Regions from separate parts of the Mus musculus genome. Here region 2 is linked to region 1. The links are chromatin contacts, called in public HiChIP or PLAC-seq maps. All regions are on one chromosome and are shown on one strand. The core of a region is the stretch at or near the end of the contact, and the rest is flanking DNA. Distances in the headings are between cores, read along the strand shown.

Region 1 (5,890 bases), core at 1,099-3,598:
GACCATGGGAAATGCAAAGCGTAGGAGCTATGAAGTGAGCAGCGTACCTCAGGGCACCCCCTAGTCCTTGGTGGCCAAGTAAGATGTACAAAAGGAAGACATCAATGCTCGAGGAGCAGAGAGACTTGAAGGTCAAGTTGTAGCCTTCCTTAAAGACACAGGGACTCCATTAAAGATCTGACAGCAGATGGATCCACCACTCCCTCAGCATTTCGTCAGTGATTACTATGTGCCAGCCCCGGTGGCCGGCCTGTGAAGTGGGAAGCAAGAGGGCTGTGGGAACACTCAGGATAGGGACGGCTGTGGGATGGCTGGCAATGCTGTCAGTCAGGATGCACCAGTGCTCACCAGGGAAACTCAAGGCCATACTAGCAGATGCTAGACATGAAGTAAGAGGAGGACACTGAGCAGTCTCTGACGAGACTCTGGCTGGCTGGCTGGCTGGCGGTGCACACACAGCATAGCCATGCTGTCTTAGATGGCCTATGGAGTGGTGAGGGTTGAAAGAAGCCAGGCAGAGCCCGTGGGGCTTTCTGTAAAGTGCAAGGGCAGTGAGGAGAGCAAAGCCCACTCAGAATCGTACTTCATGGCACGGCCACTTGGATCATTTTCTCCTCTTCAGAGTGGTTTCCCTCCTTCCTCCTTTACGTGGGTCCTGGGACTCAAGCCCAGGCTCATGTACCATAAGCACTTTGCCCATTAAGCCATCCTGCCGGCCTCCCTTGGCTTTTGTAAGAGCTGTGAAAGCAGTAATCATCTTTTAGGAGCAGACCTCACTCAGGAATGTCGTCAACCCCATCCTTTGGCTGGCGTATGACCTTCCCACAGAAAGCCTGGGTCGTCTTGTCCTTACCTCTGGAGCGGTGCCTAAGAACCAGGAACACTGCGTCTGTCTGACTGACCAAGAATTAGGAGCAATCTTTCAACGAAGCCGAAGCCTGGGTTTCAGAAGACCGCCATGTTCTAGGTTAGGTGGGCAGCCATGGTGCACAACTCCAAATCTGTGGTTCTAAAAGGATTCCTAGAGAAGCCACAAAAACCCAGACCACCAGCGAGTGTCCTCTCAGACCTCATTCTCCATCTCGCCCAGGAGCAACTTCCTGGCTCCTCCCACGGTGCTCCGCATACAGGTATTATACCCTGGAGGATGCCAGGATGCAGTAAGAAACCTTCAAGCCAGGACTGCCCCTTCCTTTTCTGTGCCCTCTGCATTTAAATGGCAATTCCTTCCTAAAAGAATCACAACAAGAAGGGATGTCACCCACTCCCCTCTTCAAACAAGATCTTATAAAAACCGATACCAACGCTTTTCTTTAATAACATTTTACCATTTTGATTCCAACTATAGCTTTATGGCTACGGAGCAACTGCAGAATATGTATGCAGATATAAATACTGTAGCTATAAATGTAGAAAATAAACTTCAAAAGAGTGATTTTTAAAAATGAAGTCATTTTGACTGGTATCACTTGCCATTTTCTAACTACAGATCAATAACGCATCCAGAGTTCAATTCAGAATATTTTCATTTAATTTCTGTAATATTAGGTACTCACTATAGACATCAAGACATCAATAATACTTCAGAGGCTGGGGTGGAGGACACTTCTGTAGACAGTTCCAATATGCATATAAAAACAGTTTAAACAGGGCATGAGAATTACAGGTGTCACGTGACCTGTACTTCGGTAGAGGCAGAGGATTGTAAGCGTGAGGCTAGCCTGGACTATGTAGTGAGCTTGTATATAGCCTGGGCTAGGAAGAGGCCCTGACTTGAAGAAGAAGAAGAAGAAGGAGGAGGAGGAGGAGGGGGAGGGGGAGGGGGAGGGGGAAGGAGGGGGAGGGGGAGGAGGGGGAGGGGGGGGAGGAGGGGGAGGAGGGGGAGGGGGGAGGGGGGAGGAGGAGGTCCATCAATCAAGCTCTGTATTAGTTCTTTTTTCTCATGGCTGTAATAAAGCAGCAGTGATGGTTCAGGGGAAGAGGGTTCATGTGGCTCAGACTGGGGGGAGGCCATACACCATGTGCAGAAGCCGTGACGAAGCTCAAGGCAGCAAGGTCATGAGGAGGTGGCTCCTTAGTCATCTGACAGACCAGGAACTGGAGCACATGAGAGAAAGGAGCAGGGCTAACACAGCCCTAAGGACCCACCACCCCCGTCACCCCCTTTCTCCAGCGAGGCTGACTTTCTAAAGTTCTACAGTCTCCCCCAAAATGAGCATCATCACCTGGGAACCAAGTGTTCAAACACACAAGCCTATTAGGGACTCAAACAGTAAGGTGCTCCCTGCCCAAATGCTCCCTGCCCATGCCCCCTCCCCCACCACTCACCACCCCAGTTCTGCCCAACCACAGGCCCTGAGCAACAGGACTAAAGCAACCAAGGGTGGATCTTCAGAAACCACCAGCCAAAAGCACAGCACACACAAGTAGCAAGATCCATTTGAGTACAGAGTAGAGCTGACACCCAACTGTCACCAGATAAAAGCTAACATCATGATTATAGTCACAGTCGCCTGGGCTGCTGTCTGCTTGTCCCAAACAAGAGGCAGGGCATGTCTGTCTCAAGTCTCCTTCTCCATGCACATATCCACCTTTCTTGGTGACTAACATCAGGCTTTCCGGTCCAGTCCTAAGCATGACTCCTGCAGAGCCTGACTGTTGACCCCCAGCTAGTTTCCTGTGTCTGCAGTCAGCTTGTTCCCACTGTAGACAGCAACTGTGTGTGTGTGTGTGTCTGTGTGTGTGTGTCTGTGTGTGTGTGTCTGTATGTCTGTCTGTCTGTCTGTCTGTCCACCTGACTGTGGGCATGTGTTTTTGAATGCAGGTACCTAAGGAAGCCAGAAGTGTTTCAGACCCCATGGAGCTCAAGTTGTGTGCTAGGAAACCAAACAGGTTCTCGTCAAGAAAAGCACGGGTCCTTAGCCACTTATTCCCGTTGCCCCCCTTTAAGAAATTCACTTTTCTTGGGGTGTGTGTGTGAGAGAGAGAGAGAGAGAGAGAAAGCTGCTCTTCCAGAGGTCCTAAGTTCAATTCCCAGCAATCACATGGTGGCTCACAAATGGGATTGGACACCCTCTCCTGGTGTGTCTGAGGACAACAACAATATACTCACATAAAATAAATAAATCTTTAAAAAAAAAGAAAAGAAAAAATATATAAAAAAGAAAAAAGCTGGATGTGGTGGCGCACACCTTTAATCCCAGCACTTGAGAGGCAGAGGCAGGTGGATTTCTGAGTTTGAGGCCAGCCTGGTCTACAGAGTGAGTTCCAGGACAGCCAGGGCCACACAGAAAAACCCCGTCTCGGGAAAAAAAGAAAAAAGAAAAGAAAAAGAAAAAGAAAAAAGAAAAAAAGCAAGGGTTTCCTGTACTGAAACTTATCCTATAGACCAGGCTAGCCTCAAATTCAGAGATCTCTATGCCCATCTCCCAAGTGCTGGGATTAAAAGTGTGTACCATCACACCCAGCACTACATTTTCTTATAATGGGATTTAGTAACATATTTAAATGCAGTAATGCTATAAAAAATTTATTACTTGTGAATCTAGCTGTTTTATCAGTCTAGTGAATACTTAGGATGAAATGAAATGTGTTTGGGGGATTTGGGTGTTATTTAAAAACAATTAAGGGGCTGGAGAGATGGCTCAGCAGTTTAGAGCGTGTGTTACTCTTGCATAAGACCCCGGATCTATTCTCAGCACCGTGTGGTGGCTGCACAACCATCCATTACTCCTGCTCCTGGGATCAGACATCCTCTTCTAAACTCTGTGGGCACCAGGCGTGCACACCGCACACATACATTCATGCAGGGAAAACATTCATACATATATAATAAAGATATAGATAAATCTTTTAAAAGGTAAAAAGAAAACAGTAAGAAGCTAAGTACACGAGGCAGGCAGAAGTATTAGGCTTGAGGCTAGCCTGGGCTACACAGCCATAGACAGGTCATCCAGGGCTACATGACAAGACTATCTCAAACAAAAAGCATTTTCGGAAATAAGTAAACAGTCAGGCTAGAGATCAGCGAGGAAGGTACTTGTTCTATAAGCAGCAAAACCGAAATGAGAGCCTCAGCTTTAAGGACAAAGCCAAGCACTGGCCGATTAAAAGGACCCCTGGAGCTCAAGGGTCAGCCATCCTAGCCCTGTCGGCGAGCCCTAGGTTCCTGTGACAGACTTGTCTCTGAAGAACAGGATGGTTTCAATGCCTTTCCCCAGAACAAAGCAAGGTGGACAGCTCCTGAGGGAAGATGTCCAAGGCGGACCTTTAACCTGCACACATGTAAACAGGCCCACACATATGTGTGTGCATGCACATATGAAAATGACTAGGTAAGCCTCTAACCATTGTGCAATAGTTTATAGGGGCTAGAGAAATATCTCCGGGTTAAGAGCACTGACTGCTCTTCCAGAGGACCCAGGTTCAATTCCCAGCAACCACATGGTAGCTCACAACCTCCAGTTCCAAGAGAATGGATGCCCTCTTCTGGTCTCTTCAAGCACTGCACACATATAGTGTAGAGACATACATGTAGCCAAAATAACCATACACACAAAATAGAAATAAATGTGTTTTAAAAAAGCAGGGTAGGGGGCTGGTGAGATGGCTCAGTGGGTAAGAGCACCCGACTGCTCTTCCGAAGGTCCAGAGTTCAAATCCCAGCAACCACATGGTGGCTCACAACCATCCGTAACAAGATCTGACTCCCTCTTCTGGTGTGTCTGAAGACAGTGTATTTACATATAATAAATAAATAAATCTTTAAAAAAAAAAAAAAAAAAAAGCAGGGTAGTTGCCGGGCGTGGTGGCACACGTCTTTAATCCCAGCACTTGGGAGGCAGAGGCAGGTGGATTTCTGAGTTCGAGGCCAGCCTGGTCTACAGAGTGAGTTCCAGGACAGCCAGGGCTACAGGGCTATACACAGAGAAACACTGTCTCGAAAACCAAAAAAAAAAAAAAAAAAAAAAAAAAAAAGATATAAAAATGAAAAAGGGAGAGAGAAATAAAAAGCACAGAGAACCCCCCACTCTGTAAGAGTGCCACTGCTGGGAGCTGGAGAGATGGCTCAGTGATTAAGAGTGCCGACTGCTCTTCCGGAGGTCCCGAGTTCAAATCCCAGCAACCACATGGTGGCTCACAACCATCCGTAACGAAATCTGATGCCCTCTTCTGGTGTGTCTGAAGACAGCTACAGTATACTCACATACATTAAATAAATGAATAAATCTTAAAAAGAAAAGAAAAAAAAAAAAGAGTGCCACTGCTTACACGGTGCATGTGCATGTACACATGCATGCATACGCGCGTGCGCATGTGCGCACACGCGCGCGCACATATACACATGATGATCACAAACGGCGCTTACAGGCACTCACTCAGCTCTCTCTCTTGGGTCAGCACCGTATAAGGCCATGGTCTCAGTGTCAGATATGGAATTGGTTTTCACGGGACCAAGGATCAAACCCAAGCGAAGTGTTCTACCAATTGATGCCTCTGTGGACCTCTGTTGTCCCAGAATGTAGAAAATGACCAACGAAACGCATTCAAAATCTAAGTCTCTGAAGTGTGTCTTTGTTCTCGGACATTGTACAGAACTTAGAAACCAAAAGCACGCAGGGAAGGTGGGAAGAAGAAAGAAAACCCAAAAAAGGAATAAAACATCAAATATGTCATAGGAATCAACAAATGAAGGGGGTGCCGCTTGTGAGATGCAGTCTGTAATCCCAGCACTTAGGGTGGAGGCAGGAGGCTGCACACCTTGAGGGAAGGAAGGTGCATTTGCAGGCCAGCAGAAAACAATCTCTGTTTCGGTTTTTTAAGGCAAGATTTCACATAGCCCGGGCTGCAGTTCTATTCACTAAACTATGGATCCCCCTGCCTCGTCCTC
Region 2 (5,221 bases), core at 2,320-4,819, 120 kb after region 1:
TTAATGTACGAAACACAGCGGATGGGTAAAGTGTGCAGCTCGGTGGAGTCTCACAGGTGTACATGTTATATTACAATCATTCATACGGGGACTTTTTTTTTTTTTTTGAAACAGTTTCTTTCTATGTAGTCTTGATTGTCAGGAGCTGATTCTAGAGACCGGAACTCATAGAGACCGGAACTCATAGAGACCGGAACTCATAGAGACCGGAACTCATAGAGACCGGAACTCATAGAGACCGGAACTCATAGAGACCGGAACTCATAGAGACCGGAACTCATAGAGACCGGAACTCATAGAGCCCCATCTGCTTTTCCCTCCCGAGTGCTGGGATCCTAGGTGTGCACCACCTTGCTCTGCAGGATTTCCGACTGCAGCTGGGTTGAATGAAGGCTGATGTAACTAGACGCCCTCCATTTGCATAGGAGGAACTGGAGGCTGTGTAGATGTGCTTTCTGGTTTGCTCTCCCAGGTGTGGCAGGGAAAAAAATGAGACCTTGTCAGGCCAAGCCTTAGTGCAGATAGGACCCAGGCCACCCTCACCCAAGGCTAGGGTTCTCCATGGGGATTCTCTGCTAGCATCCTCCATCTTACCTTAGGAGCTCCTGCCTGCATCGGCGTGTCTAGCACTCGCAACTCCTGATTGTGTTCGGAGCTCTTGCCTGGAATCCAGGGTGAGAGCCACAGGCAGGTATGCCTTATGCTTTGCCTGAGGTCAGGTAGGAAGGAGAGCGTGGCTTCCAGGGAAACTCGGCATGGTTTGCACTTAGATTTATCACCACTGTATTTTAGTTTATCTGAATGGTGACTGGCAACTGTGAAGAGCTTTTTGTGAAAGCATGAAGTGTTTCTTAATTATAATTATTTATATAAATTGTAATGTTTTGTGAAAATTTCATACATGAATACACTACTTATGTCATTTCCACGCCCCCTCCCACTTCTCTACCCTTCTCAACTTCACGACCTCCTTTTCTTTAACTATCATTGTTACACACACACACTCACACACACAAACACACACCCACCCTACAGAGTTCAGCTTGTGTTGCCCACGTATACATGTGTTTAGGGCTGACTGTTCAGGATTGGGAAACCTATCAGGAGGTTTTCCTTGGGACCGGATTCTCCCTTAGCGGCCACTATAGCTCTTCATCTGGGGATGAGGCTCTGATAAAATTTATCCCATCTGCTAGGCACAGTGGCACACTCCTTTGAGTCTAGCATTTAGAGCCAACGACAGGAGGATCTCCATGAGTTGGAGGCCAGCCTGGTCTACGTAGCGAGTTGCAGGACAATGAGGGGTACGTAGAGGCAATGTCTCAGAAAAGCAAAAGCAACAAAAATTTCCCATCCACATTGCGGTGTTGCCCAGAGTGGTCTTGTGCAGGCAGCCATATCATTGGGAGGATGTGGTCCAGCATCCTGTCACGCCAGGAAGACCTGTCTGGCAGCAGTTGTCCTGGTATCTAGCACTCACAGGGTTCTTTCTCCCTCCTCTGCAGTGTCCCCTGAGCTGTGGGTGTGGGGATGGCTCTGTTGATGTCCCAGTTGCTACTGGTACCGAGTCATATTTTCCTCTGGGTTTGGCCAGTTGTGGATGTATGTGATACCTTCGGTGGGCTGCACAGTGAAACTCCAGTGAGGGATGAGAGGCGCTTGATGGGGTGAAGAGAAGTATTTGTAATGTAGTCAGTCCGAAGCTGTAGTGTTTTAGAGAAATGGCTGTAGTAGGCTCTCCTCTAGGGTCTGACCTCTCCAGCTGCAGCTTCTTGGCTAGGTTTACAGTAGCAGGCATAGGTTCTCTCATTCTGAGCAGGCCTTAAGTTCAATGACATAGTTGTTGGCTGCTGTTGGGGCCGTCTGGTATGGTCAGTCATTGTTGTGGGTGGAGGAAGTCTTTACAGCTGAGTAGGGCTATTTCTTGCTTTTCTCCTTAGCAGTTTGTATGGCATCTAATAATATTATGAGAGCCAGCCCCCACGGAAGAAGGTCTTTAAAGGTCACGCCAACTTGATTTCTCCCAAGTCCTATCACCAAAGTGTGTGGTGTTTTCAGCGTAGGGTATTACTTCCAAGATCTGGGAAGCAACCAAGGGCAATAGCAATTATCTGTGTGTATTGTATTGTTCTCTTAGATTCCTTGACTAACTACTTCCGTGAGGTGTCCCATGTCTGTCACTGGGATTTTTATTAGTCTATGGCTCCTGGGAGAATATTATCACCCTGTAACAATAAAAGTATAGATGTATATGCAACATAAATACATGGACACACACACACACACACACACACACACACGGATAGGGACACATACACATGATGTAGGTATTATTAAGTAAGCTTACAAAAGAATATCTTTCAAATGTCCTTAGTGTTTATGTCCCCTCCTCTCTCCTTCTGTATCACCCTTCTTACTCCCCCACTTCAGTACCCCCGACCCTATTTTAAAATTTTAATATCTATTTATTTGTATGTGTGTACCATGTTGCTTACGTGGTGGTCAGGACAACTTTGTGGATTTGGGTCTAAATTTGGGTACTGGAAATTGTAGTCCTGACTACTCTGGAATTCACTATGGCTGTTTTTGAACTCACGTAAGTCTTTCCTGCCTAGGTCTCTAGAGTGGTGGGATTACAGGCATGTGGATCCTTTTTACGTAGTTTATTATGGGAAGAAATGCTCGACTGTGCTTAGGGAAGACAGTGCTGGTAAATTCAGGACGGTAATGTTTTGCGAGAGCAGTGCTGGTGGTTAGCTGAGAGGAGGAAGCCCTAGGACCATGCTGGGAGTGAGTTCAGGAGGAGGATGCTCTGGGAGGACGGGGCTGGGAGTGAGCTGGAGAGGAAGGCTACTTCTTGTGCTGGTTGTCTGTTGTCATCTTGACACCTAGAGTTACCTGAGACGAGGGAACCACAATTGGGAAAATGATTGGCCTTTGTGGCATTTTCTTGATTAATAATTGATGTGGGAGGTCCCAGCCCTCTGTAGGCAGGAGGTCCTGGGTTCTATAAGAAATCAGGCTGAGCAAATCCTGAAAGCAAGGCAGTAAGCAGCACCCTCCATGGCCTCTGCATCAGCTCCTGCTCCAGGTCCCTCTGCATTCCTGTCCTGACTTCTTTTAGTGGTGGGTGTGACCGAGCCTAGTAAGCTGGGGTACCCTTTCCTTCCCGAGTTGCTTTGGCCGTGGTGTTCTGTCCCAGCAATCGAACCCCTAGCTAAGACACTTGTGGCTCTTTTATTTTCGCTTCTGAAGTTTCACAGTTTACAGCGAGCGGAAAGTTGCATGGTGGCACGCTAAGGCTACAGAATCCCAGATGGATTTTGATTTATTATAAGACTGGGCAGCCTTTGCCAGATGCAGTGTTCTTTGAATAAATGTAAAGCAGAAGTAGCTTATTTCTGATGGGATCCTGACTCGCTGTAGAACTGATGAGTCATGGCAGCTCACTGTGTGAAAGGACCATTTCAGACGGCCTTCTCTTCCCGCTGACTTCCTGTGCGTGGACTGCTCATTTCCACTCCCTTCTGTGAGGTCAGAGTAACGTTCAAAACCACACTAACCTTGCCGGCACCAGCTGCTCATCAGGCCGGGAGTTCTGCAGAGACCGGATGGCACTTGAGGGTGACAGTTTCCCTGCTGATAGAATGTGTGCTTGTAGTTTGCTTAAAATTTTTCGGCTCTATGTAGTGGCACATGCCTTTTATCCCAGCACTTGTAAGGCAGAAGCAAGCAGATCTCTGTATTCGAGGTAGCCTAGATTGCAGAGTGAGTTCCAGGACAGCCAGGGTTACACAGAGACCCTGTCTCCAAAAACAAAAATAAAACAAAACAAGAAATTAAAAAACAAAAACAAAAACAAAAAACAAAAATAAATTCTGGATTGAATGAATTCTGGAATGTAGGCTCCGAGGTTAAGAACACACACTGCTGTTATTAAGGACCGGATTTGGCAGCTTGTTAGCATCTGTAATTCTCCTCTGGGGGACCTGGCTCATTTTCAGGGATACCTGCACTCAGGTGCACATCCCCACCCTACATATTCCTTTTTTTGTTTTAAGTTTAAAGAAGTAACTTCGGCATTTAGTTCACTGCTCTTGCAGGGGACCTGAGTTCAGTTTCCACATTGGGACACAGAGACCTGTAACTCAAGCCGCAGGGATCCAGCGCCCTCTCCTGGCCGTTGTAGGCACTGTACTCGTGGGCACCTGCATTGAGAGCACATTCTCCTGGATACATAATTATTAAGTCTTTAGGACCCTTGGAGGCCCCCAGAAACTGAGCCACCAACAGAAGAGCATTCATGGGCTGGACCTATGCCCCCCACACAGATGTAGCAGAAGTGCAACTTGGTCTTCATGTGGGTCCCCCAACAATTGGAGCAACTGGACCCCTGACTCTGTTGCCTGCCTGTAGATCCTGCTCCCCTAACTGGGCTGTCTTGTCTGACCTCAGTGGGTGTGGATGTGCCTAGTCCTGCAGTGACTTGAGATTGCCCGGGTGGGTTGGTTCCTGGGAGGGACCTCCCCCTTCTCAGCGGTGAAGAGGGAGGGGCCATTTGAGGGGGCACTGGCAGGACCGGTGGAACCGTGATAGGGATGTAAAATGAATAAATAAGTTAATGGAAAGAAGAAAGAAAAAGAAATAAGTCTTTAAAGAAATTCTGCTCTTTTTTACAGTAAATCTTGATAGGCATAATGTCCATTAATAAAAGCTTGAGGTCTTCAATGGGGCTTAAAAGTGTGAGTAAGTCTTTAGGTTACAGAGCAAGAGAACTGCTGGGCAGGTGTTCTCTCAGAAAAATGCATTCAAATTTGGCCTAGAAAATATTCCAGGGTCTGGGGAGGCGGCTCAGTGTGTATCCCCAGCAGGTATGCACCCCCAGCACGCATAGAGCCCTGCTGGTGAACCTTAGCACCATGGAAAGAGGGTGGCTGCTGGAGCCTGCAAGTCCAGCATTCAGAAGACAGGGCAGGAGGATCAGAAATGTTAGTCCATCCTCAGCTAGGTAGATAGCTCAGAGCTAGCCTGGGGTACATGAGACCCTGTCTCAGAAGAGGAGGAGGAAGAAGAGGAAAAGGAGGAGATAGAAGAGAAAAGAAGGAAGAAGAGTTGGGGTGGGGAGGGAAAAGCCCCAACATTTTAAGGATTCTTTTCTAAAAACTAAGTTTTGTATGTATGTGATGCACACACAAGCACACACACATACACACACGCACTC

The links. HiChIP or PLAC-seq counts read pairs in DNA pulled down with a chosen protein or histone mark.
Region 2: an H3K27ac HiChIP or PLAC-seq map of the HPC-7 cell line shows a contact between it and region 1, with 8 times the contacts expected there. The contact joins two enhancer-like sites. A contact is called at or near these places in 4 of 39 promoter capture datasets (HPC-7-derived erythroid cells, fetal liver, hematopoietic stem and progenitor cells and 1 more), 6 of 484 Hi-C or Micro-C datasets (the BV-2 cell line, the F1.1 cell line, bone marrow-derived macrophages and 3 more), 6 of 115 datasets of contacts at active chromatin or transcription factors (the HPC-7 cell line, embryonic stem cells, epiblast stem cells and 2 more) and 3 of 9 other capture datasets (adipose tissue, liver and pancreatic islet).

What each region holds. Positions count from the first base shown.
Region 1 is chr17:83,607,688-83,613,577 of GRCm38.p6, forward strand. All of the region lies in intron 1 of Kcng3 (potassium voltage-gated channel, subfamily G, member 3), which reads right to left. Among named protein-coding and RNA genes, the nearest start is that of Kcng3, 21 kb to the right of the region's middle. Within about 2 kb of position 2,349, at least 4 of the 459 cell types and tissues checked have an H3K27ac peak or open chromatin away from gene starts, as enhancers often do. A contact at or near this core is called in the HPC-7 cell line, where this site is marked.
Region 2 is chr17:83,728,837-83,734,057 of GRCm38.p6, forward strand. The region is part of intron 3 of Mta3 (metastasis associated 3); the gene reads left to right. Among named protein-coding and RNA genes, the nearest start is that of Mta3, 25 kb to the left of the region's middle. Within about 2 kb of position 3,570, at least 228 of the 459 cell types and tissues checked have an H3K27ac peak or open chromatin away from gene starts, as enhancers often do. A contact at or near this core is called in the HPC-7 cell line, where this site is marked.